Regions from separate parts of the Mus musculus genome. Here regions 1 and 3 are each linked to region 2. Evidence: chromatin contacts called from public Hi-C data. All regions are on one chromosome and are shown on one strand. Each heading gives the region's core, a stretch centred on a gene start, on an enhancer-like site or on the middle of the called end of the contact. The rest is flanking DNA. Distances are from core to core; before and after follow the strand shown. Region 1 overlaps Fank1 (fibronectin type 3 and ankyrin repeat domains 1). Region 2 overlaps Adam12 (a disintegrin and metallopeptidase domain 12 (meltrin alpha)). Region 3 overlaps Fank1 (fibronectin type 3 and ankyrin repeat domains 1).

Region 1 (2,949 bases), core at 155-2,654, 320 kb before region 2:
GTATCAAACATGCTCTATCAAGGTCTGCTTATGAAAAGGTCTCCTTAGCTTTGGACCTGAGTCCCACATTGTCAGTCTGCAGAGACTGAGGACTGGGCTGCTGTCAGTGTCCTGATCACTATGCGGGTTGGCTGACTGAAGGTAAAACAGAATCAGCAATCACACAGCATCCTGCCCCACCCCCACCTCACCCCGTCTTGGGGTTACCAGAGATCTTTCTCACGGAGGTCAAGTAGAACTTCCGCTTTGGGATGCCACTGGTGAAAATTATTTGCACATGGGATAAAGCCTGTTGGTTCTGCCATTTTAAAGGACTAATACCTGTGCCACAAACGTGTTGGGGGGGGGGAGGGGGGAAGGAGCGATGAACCCAGATCACCACGCTCCTTCCCTTAGCTTGGGGACCAGCATTACCATAAGTTGCTAACTCATTAAGATAATCTTTTTTTCTTTTTAAAGATGATTCTCACTATGTACCTTTGGCTGGTCTGGCCTTCCAGATGTAGATCAGGCTAGTCTAGGTCTCCCAAGAGACCTGCCTGTCTCTGAGTTTGAGATTAAAGGCATTTGCTGGGTACTGTAGGTATTGTATCATATTAACTGTCTCTTCCCATAGTACTAACTGAAATCATTGGCAACCTGAACTTCTTGCCTTCTGTGAGACGTCTGGCTGTTGGAAATCTAAATTGATGTGGTGTGAAGACACTAATGAGATAAACATCTGGTTGGCCTGCTGCTTCTATCTAACATGCTGTGACTTCAGTGTGAGCCAGTGCTAGCCAGCCACTTGGACCCCCTAAAAAGCTTCTAAAGAGCTTTAAGTGAGGTGCCACATGTCTGTAATCACAAACCTTGGGAAGTCAGCTATCCACTTACACTCTGTCTCCTCAAAACCCCCAATGTTTCAGAAAGCACAAAATGTAATGATTCACCAGGCAGTGGTGGCACACGCCTTTAATTCCAGCACTTGGGAGGCAGAGGTAGGCAGATTGCTGAGCTCGAGGCCAGTCTGGTCTACAGAGTGAGTTCCAGGACAGCCAGGGATATACAGAGAAACCCTGTCTCGAAAACACCAAAAAAAAAAAAAAAAAAAAAAAAAAAAAAAAAAGTAATGACTCCCGTGTCTTGGGAATACAAGACAGTGACTCACTGGCAATGAGCCCAGTTACAATTTGTCTGTTTGATTCTTGGGAAGGGAAAGAACAAGCAGACAGACAGGTGCTGAGGAAGGGTTGTTGCTTCCCGCCCCATGATCCCAGAGCTGTGTCAATGACTTGCTACTCTTTGATGATTACAAACGTCTGATTCAAAGGTTTCTCTTCTCTGACACCTAAACTCCATCCTCCAGTGGCCTGCCAAGAGCTGGGACTGTCCCAAGGCTTGGTGCCCTGTGAGCTCTCCTTACAGCCCTGTCAGTATGAGTCAGGCTGGCTTGCCACAGCTCTTTCCTGCTAAATGTGTCTCTTGTGATGACACTCTGCCCCACTTCAGCTGGCATCTGTTTACTTTGAGTTAATTTTAGATAGAGCAGATTAATCATTACATCGCAATGATGCCAGCAGCACAGTTGGCAAGTCACAGAGGGGCACAGGAATCAGGAATCCTGACTGAGTGTCAGCCCCTGCCTCTCTCCAGTTGGGATAGGTGGGTAAGAGGAGAGACAGACCTTCCCTTTGGGATCCCTGTGGATGAACAGAGCTGTGCCTGGTGCCTGCCGCCGGGCCTGGCCTATGATGACTGTGCATGCCATGCCAGAAGAGTTAGCAGAACAAGATCCAGAAGAGAATAAATAGAATCAGATTTGAGTCAGGAAGCCCAGGCCCGGAAGTCTGACAGCGCAGAGCTTGTGGGTGTTATTGGGGCAGACCTGTCCTCTTTCACAGGGCAGCAGCTAGCTGGAATCTCTGCATCACTTTAGCCTTAGAATGGTTGCTTCTCCCCAATACCTCCTGCCCTCCTGGAATTAATCAGAGCAAACTCCACTTTGGGGAGTGTGGTGGTTTCCAGTGTCATACAGGGCGACCACATTTATCTTATAGATTTGTGTTCCTTTTCCCCTTCATTGCCCACATTCGTTTCTGCTTCTTTTCTGTTCTTTTTGGTCTCATTTGTTATCTCTGTGCCTGACCCCCACCAGGTCAGAAGCTCGGCTTGCTAGACAGGGAGGTGAGGCACAGGCACTTACCTCATCACTTGACTTAGAAGGACAGGGCAGAGAGCTGGATAGAGACTACCACGTGATGCGCGGAAGAGACATGCTTTCTTCCCTTGCTTTCTCTCTTTTCTCTCAGGACCTGGTTCATGCTGGGCAACGGATTGTGCCACTGAGCTATGTGCCAGCCCCCAAAGTGTTCCTTCTCAACTATATCAGTACTGAAGATTAAAAACTCAATTCTTCCTAGCAAGGAAAATAAATATGAATTTTCAACTGGGCTTTGTAGACCCTTGAAGGATTTGGTTTCTGCCATGCTCTCTGCCCGCCCAGCCTTGGGAAGCAGTTTTTCCTCCTGCTATGGCCCTAGTGGAGAGGCAGCAAGCTTAGAGGCTCCTAGCTGAAGAGTGTCCTTTCCTTCCCTGAAGTGAGGTCTGTGTGTTCAGGGCTGGATTCCAAAGGTGGGGCTGCTGGCAGCAAGCTGTGTGATTAACCGAGGAGACAACAGTAAAGACCAGGAAAGGCTGGGTAGACAGGTAGGTCTGGTTCCTCCACATTTGAGGTCAGCAGGGTGTGTGCCAACCTGGCTTGGCCCTAACTCCAGTGTCTAGCTATCAGTCCTGCTGTCTGACCAGCTTCCCAAGGCTGGCCAGTCTGCTGCCCACAGATCTCTTGGAGAAACAAGGACTCAGCTCATGGGTGGGTGTGATTTAGCCTTTAAAAGATGGTTTTCAAACATTGGTAAGATGGTGGCTGACATACAGATGTAAAATAATTACCCTTAGCCAGGTGTGGTG
Region 2 (2,713 bases), core at 88-2,587:
CGTTATGGAGAGAATGTGCAAGCTAGTTTTCTTCTTGTTATATCAAAGTTTTCTTAAAAAAATTTTTTAAAGAATTTTTAATTCTTCAAAGCTTTTACACTTAACATTTTTCTAACTCTTTTTTCCCTTCTTTCTTTTCTTCTTTCCTTTTTAAAAAAAATGAAAAATGGAAAATTAAATGATTGACTCCTATAGGGTAAAACCCTTGCTTAGATGGAGCCGTTACTAATGTATTGTCACTAACTGAAACTTTATTGACAGAATTGTAGATTAACACACAGTTGTCACGAGGTATCTCTGGCTGGGGAGAGACGAGATGACTCAGCAAGATAAAGGTGCTTGCTACCAAACCTGACATCTGGTTTGACCCCAGAGACTCTTATGTGATTGGGATGTTCTGCCCCACCCCCGTTCCCTGGGACATTTCTGGGGAACAACTTTATCCATGCTGAGATGGGAGGTGGCAGGTCTTGCAAGCGAGGCCTGGTCATAGCTGCTTTCTTGAGACGGGGCAGGACCATTCTGATGCCATTGTGGAAATACATCATAGAACAACTGTGCACTCTGATTGAACATAAATCTGTTTCAAGCTCCCCTTTCCTCTAAGCTGTCCCTGGGAACTCCCCCTCACAAGATATGTTGTTTTGTCAATTTTTCTTTTTTAGGTCAAAAAAGAGAAAAGGAGGGCGTGGGGGCGATGCATACATTATGCTTTGAGTCACCACAGTTTCCTCAGCATTAGGTTTGGCCGCGCTTTTACAACTGGTATCTATCAAAGGGTTTTCATCTGCTTGCCAATGTGTCCTCTGTCCTCATGACTCATGGTGGGGACTCGTTCCTTTCAGCTTAATCTCCACTAGTTTATCATTTCTCTTGTTCCCAGGGGTGTTCCTGGAGGGGGAGCGTGGTGCTGGAACCCAGTGAACTCAGACACAAAGGAATTACCAGATTTCTCTTTGTGTGAAGAAAGGCAGCGAGTGGCTCTGTTCATGAGTGAGCCTGCTTGGAGATTACAATGAGGCATCTGCTTCTTATACAGCAGAGCGGGGCAGGGTTGAGAAACATCTGCCCCAGACAGGTCTTCTGATAGATAGCTCTTGGATTCACTTGGACTGATAACATCCCTTGGGGGTGGGGATGACAGGGTCTCCTCACACGCCATCCTGCTTGTGCTGTGGAGACTCCCTCATGGCAGGACACTGGGAAGAGGAGTGGAGAGCCTGGGATAAACTGTGATAAGACATGGTTCCTGTCAGGCCTGAGCTTGTACAGGCTCTGTGAGAGTAGCCTCTGGAAGGACTGGTAGGTCCTAAGCATTCCTGACTTCTCTTCCCTGGAGAGCTCCCATCCTGTTCCTGGAGACAGGATGTCCTTGAGTCATCACCAGCTCATCTACTCCATGCTGTGCTCAAGCTGAAGATTCAGCCCAGTTCTTGGCCCTGGCCCAGGTCTCCCCTAAGCAGTGCATCCTATCCCCTGACCCCTGCCTTCTTTTCATAAGCTTCCATCTTCAGAATGGGTAAAAAGTTGGACTCTGCAGGTCACAGGTTAGGGTCTGGATCTAGTGCTATCACCTATCAATTGACTCAGTTGGTCATTGTGTCCTCTGGAGAACAGGGACAGCTGTCATATACACTGCACAGAGCTGATGCCAGGGAAAAGCAGACAGTTGGAGAGAAGTGCCGCTGAGCACATCCAGGGCTCCATCGTGGCTGACTGTTTTCTTTAGCATTAGGCCCCGTCTGAAGCCTGGCCCCAGGGATGCTCTTCTTCCCTCCCGCACTCCCTGTGAACAAGGTAACAGAGTCCGCCTGGAGTGATTCTGCTGTGCAGCACTGGTCTGACTTCCCCAGCTTTGTGCCGGGCTGTAGTCCACACTGTCCCGGGGATTCCCATGGAGCATCCGCAGCAGCCACACTCTTTAGGCATAAAGGTCCTCAGCTGTTTTGCAATCATGTTCCCAGGCCACGGTCAAGCTACTTGACACACTGCCATCTCTGGGGAGTACTTTCTCCTTTCTGGAAGGACTCCTTGACATGCTCAGTAACTTCTAACACAGCTTTAAAAGTGTGCCAACTAGAAAAAAAAACAACTGTAAATTAGACACATTTTCTGCACTTTGACTTGAGCTCCGCAAGATACAAATTCATGGGTTCTTGTGTCACATGCTCTTGTCAAGAGTCACTGGCGGCATCAGGAGGAGGCACACACTGAGTGCCTTGATCAGTCTGGGCATTTCTAAAGTCTTGTACCAGCTCTTACTTTATTCCATAGGACCCTCAATGTGGCCTCGTTGGTTGATAGCCCTGAGGCAAGTACTGGGTGGTGGCTGGGGCAGGTTCCTTCTAGAATTACTGAGACAGTATTGGTGGCTAGAAGCTGGCTTAGGCTTGCTTGTAGATGTGAGATGTTGCTCTTTTTTTTTTTTTTTCCAGACAGGGTTTCTCTCTGTGTAGCCTGGCTGTGCTGGAACTCCCTTTGTAGAGCACGTTGGCCTTGTATTTACAGAGGTCCATCTGCCCATGCCTCCAAGTGCTGGGATTAAAGGCATGAACAACCACACCCAGCCTGCTACTTTTTATCCTAAGGAGTTGAAGCAGGTTGGTGACAACTTTGATTGTGTTCTGAGTTCAGTTCATGCTTGTTCTCAGGCTCAGCTTCCTCCTGCCCCTACAACACACAGTTGCCTTCAAAATATAGCCTCTTTATCCCA
Region 3 (2,763 bases), core at 224-2,723, 260 kb before region 2:
ACAGATACCAGCCACGTGCACCAGCCTCCAGCTGATACAGTGTCTGCGTCATTCAGTTGGCCCCAGAAGCCTGGCTGTGGTCTGGCCAGAGAACAGTCTGGGATAGCGGTCTGCCATCCAGAGCTGGTGGCATCATCTGCACACCCTGGCTCCAAGGGCCTTTTAGTGAAAGGTTTTATCCCTTGGAAAAGTGTGTGCATGTATCTGACCACTAGGTGGCAGGCTTGGACTGCAGCAGCCTCAACCTCATTCATCTTCCACCTCATTAGATCATTAAGGCAAATGCCTTCTTTACTAGGATGGTTATCTACTGCATGCTGGGCTGGTGGTACTGGGGCTTCCTCATGCCCTGGCAGTTTGGCTCTGGTCCATCAGCACTTTGTAGTCTGTATCACTGGAGTGATCTTTGGCTTGGGTTTCCCTTATACTTCTCAGAAGTACAGTTACCTAGTTTTGTGGGTTCCCCCTCTGCTCCCCTTCCTGAGGCCAGGGTATTCTGTTCTATTTCTGTCTGGTTCCTGTGTGTCCCACGCCCTGAACTACCCAGAATTTGCCAGTGAGATGAGTCTTTTTGCTCGTTGTCTCTTCTTTCTAACCTGAAGGTTGACTTGTTGTTTGTTTTTTTCACTCTCATTTGTCATATCATCTCAAGTGGGTCTTCTCTACATGGAAGGTGAAGGCTGCCATACAGTCTGACTCCTTAGGGTATTGTTTAATCATGTTCCACTGTGAAGGTTGTTCCCTTTTAAAGCTGTCCGTGTGTATGTGTGTGTGCACTCATGTGCATGTATGCACATATTTGTGTTGTCTGTTTCTTTGTGTGATATACATGGTGCATGTGTGTGTGTGTGCAGCTTGTCCACACCTGCTTGATTACCTCTTCTTTCTGAGCACAAACTGTCTCTGATGTAGGCACTTCCTGTCTTTTGAATATGCCTTGGCATCCTCTCTGTGTGTTTCTTGTTCTCTGTGCCCTTGTCCTGCCAGAGTAATATTCTGCATCAACTGTCTTGCTGTCTTACTGTTGCCCTTCCTTGCTGTGACAGTTGTCACCCTCTTGTGCTTTTTATTCACGTCATGTCATGTATTACTGAGTGCACATGACATTGCAAACAGTGTCCCAAAAGCCAGAAATATGGCACTGGAGTCAGATAGGAATTCCTCATGTTGAGAAAAACACCTGCTAAATGAGACATGCAAGTAAAAATGTATAGTGTGTCAGGGGTGCTAGGTCCTAAAGAAGAAAGAATGGGGCAGGTTAGGGGTCTGGGACCAGGATTAAGGGCCTGAAGCAAGTGTGGGGTACTGAAGGGGACTTTCCAGGCCAAAGCAGTGTCAAACAGGAAAGCTCATGGAGGAATGTGGAGAAGAGGTGTGAGCAGGTGGGGGTGTTGATGAGGTCGACAAGGTAGCAAGAGGTAAAGGTGTGGCTGTGACTTATCCAGAGAGCACTGGCTTTTACTAGAAAGAGGTTGGGGGGAGCAAGTGAAGTTGTTCGTCCAGAAGAGGCAGGGTCTACATGGTCTATGAGGGCCACTGTGGCTGCCTGAGATGAGGCTGTGGGAGGAGGGGCAGTAGGCAGCAGAGAGGATTAATCAGGAAGCTTGTGCCATAATTGAGGGGGGAGACAGAGGAGGAGTGTGTGAACTGTTTGGACACAGGATGCTTTTAGTGAAAGATTTAAAGCATTTGCAAGTGGATCCCGGTTCAGGCCTGTAATCCCAGGTACTTGGGAGGCCAAGACAGAGGAGGTCACTTGAGGCCAGGAGATGGGGACTAGCCTAGACAGATTTCCAAGGCTTCACCTCAAAAACCAAAGCAGAACACCTTAAAGTTTGCCAGTGTACTAGACCTCTATTAACTACAGGGTGTGAGTGAATGCCCTCAGGCAAGGGAGACTGTGTGTAGACTTGCATGTGCACACGTGCTCACACCACACCGTACCACACACTCACACACACACACACTCACAGGCATGCCCACCCATACCTTAGGGGACCAACCCTACCCAAACCATAGTGAGGACGCTCACTGAGCGATATAGTCTACCCATTCCTAAGAGTCACCTGCTCCAGTCTGAGCCATCCTTACTTTCTAGATTATAATTTTCAGCCCATGTAGTATTTCTGGACATTTATTCTGCTTGGTTTAGAGAGGTCACATTGTGGTGAGTGTATTTATGTTTCTCATGCTTGTCTGATTTTTTAAAAATTCAAACACTTTTTTTAATGCAATCAGAACCATTCTTTATTATCTTATATGGCTGTATAGCCAACTGTGTGTCTGTCTGTCTCCCAGCTGCCTGTGATGGCACTGGCTTCTGCTCCACTTTGGCAGGCGCAGCAGTCTTCTGATGGCTGGAAGCTGGCATGCAGGATGCTTCCTGGACTTTCTCTCTATCACTGCTGGCTACTGTCCAGGGGCTCCATCTTGCCATGCGGCCTCTCTATAGCAGGGAGTTAGAACTCCTCATAGTGGCTGACTCCCATTGCACCTGTGCGAAAGCTACAGGTTTCTCATCACCCAACCTCAGCATCACCCAGCTCCTCTCCTGCCACCTTCCTCCCATTCCAGGGCACAGGGTTAGACTCTTACCTGTGCCTCTGCATTGATGGATGGATGGCCTTGTTGAATGTGCACCTTTTTTGTTTGTTTGTTTGTTTGTTTGTTTGAGTGAAGAGGGATGGCTGTACAAAGTAAAGATACCAGAATGGAGCTGACTTTGCCAACAGAGGGCAGGGAACAGGGCCTGATGTTAGAGAG

Evidence for each region. Hi-C and Micro-C count contacts between places; a contact is called where the count stands out from the background.
Region 1: a contact with region 2 is called in a Hi-C map of embryonic fibroblasts, with 2.2 times the contacts expected there. The contact joins two enhancer-like sites. A contact is called at or near these places in 1 of 484 Hi-C or Micro-C datasets (embryonic fibroblasts) and 1 of 115 datasets of contacts at active chromatin or transcription factors (pancreatic cancer cells).
Region 3: a Hi-C map of the N1E-115 cell line shows a contact between it and region 2, with 10 times the contacts expected there. The contact joins two enhancer-like sites. A contact is called at or near these places in 6 of 484 Hi-C or Micro-C datasets (the N1E-115 cell line, embryonic fibroblasts, myocytes and 3 more), 1 of 115 datasets of contacts at active chromatin or transcription factors (fibro-adipogenic progenitors) and 1 of 9 other capture datasets (embryonic stem cells).

Annotation. Positions count from the first base shown.
Region 1 is chr7:133,792,272-133,795,220 of GRCm38.p6, forward strand. All of the region lies in intron 1 of Fank1 (fibronectin type 3 and ankyrin repeat domains 1), which reads left to right. Among named protein-coding and RNA genes, the nearest start is that of Fank1, 17 kb to the left of the region's middle. Within about 2 kb of position 1,405, at least 132 of the 459 cell types and tissues checked have an H3K27ac peak or open chromatin away from gene starts, as enhancers often do. A contact at or near this core is called in embryonic fibroblasts and pancreatic cancer cells, where this site is marked.
Region 2 is chr7:134,113,699-134,116,411 of GRCm38.p6, forward strand. The region is part of intron 3 of Adam12 (a disintegrin and metallopeptidase domain 12 (meltrin alpha)); the gene reads right to left. Among named protein-coding and RNA genes, the nearest start is that of Gm51501, 63 kb to the left of the region's middle. Within about 2 kb of position 1,338, at least 79 of the 459 cell types and tissues checked have an H3K27ac peak or open chromatin away from gene starts, as enhancers often do. A contact at or near this core is called in the N1E-115 cell line, embryonic fibroblasts and pancreatic cancer cells, where this site is marked.
Region 3 is chr7:133,856,303-133,859,065 of GRCm38.p6, forward strand. All of the region lies in intron 2 of Fank1 (fibronectin type 3 and ankyrin repeat domains 1), which reads left to right. Among named protein-coding and RNA genes, the nearest start is that of Gm51500, 76 kb to the right of the region's middle. Within about 2 kb of position 1,474, at least 20 of the 459 cell types and tissues checked have an H3K27ac peak or open chromatin away from gene starts, as enhancers often do. A contact at or near this core is called in the N1E-115 cell line, where this site is marked.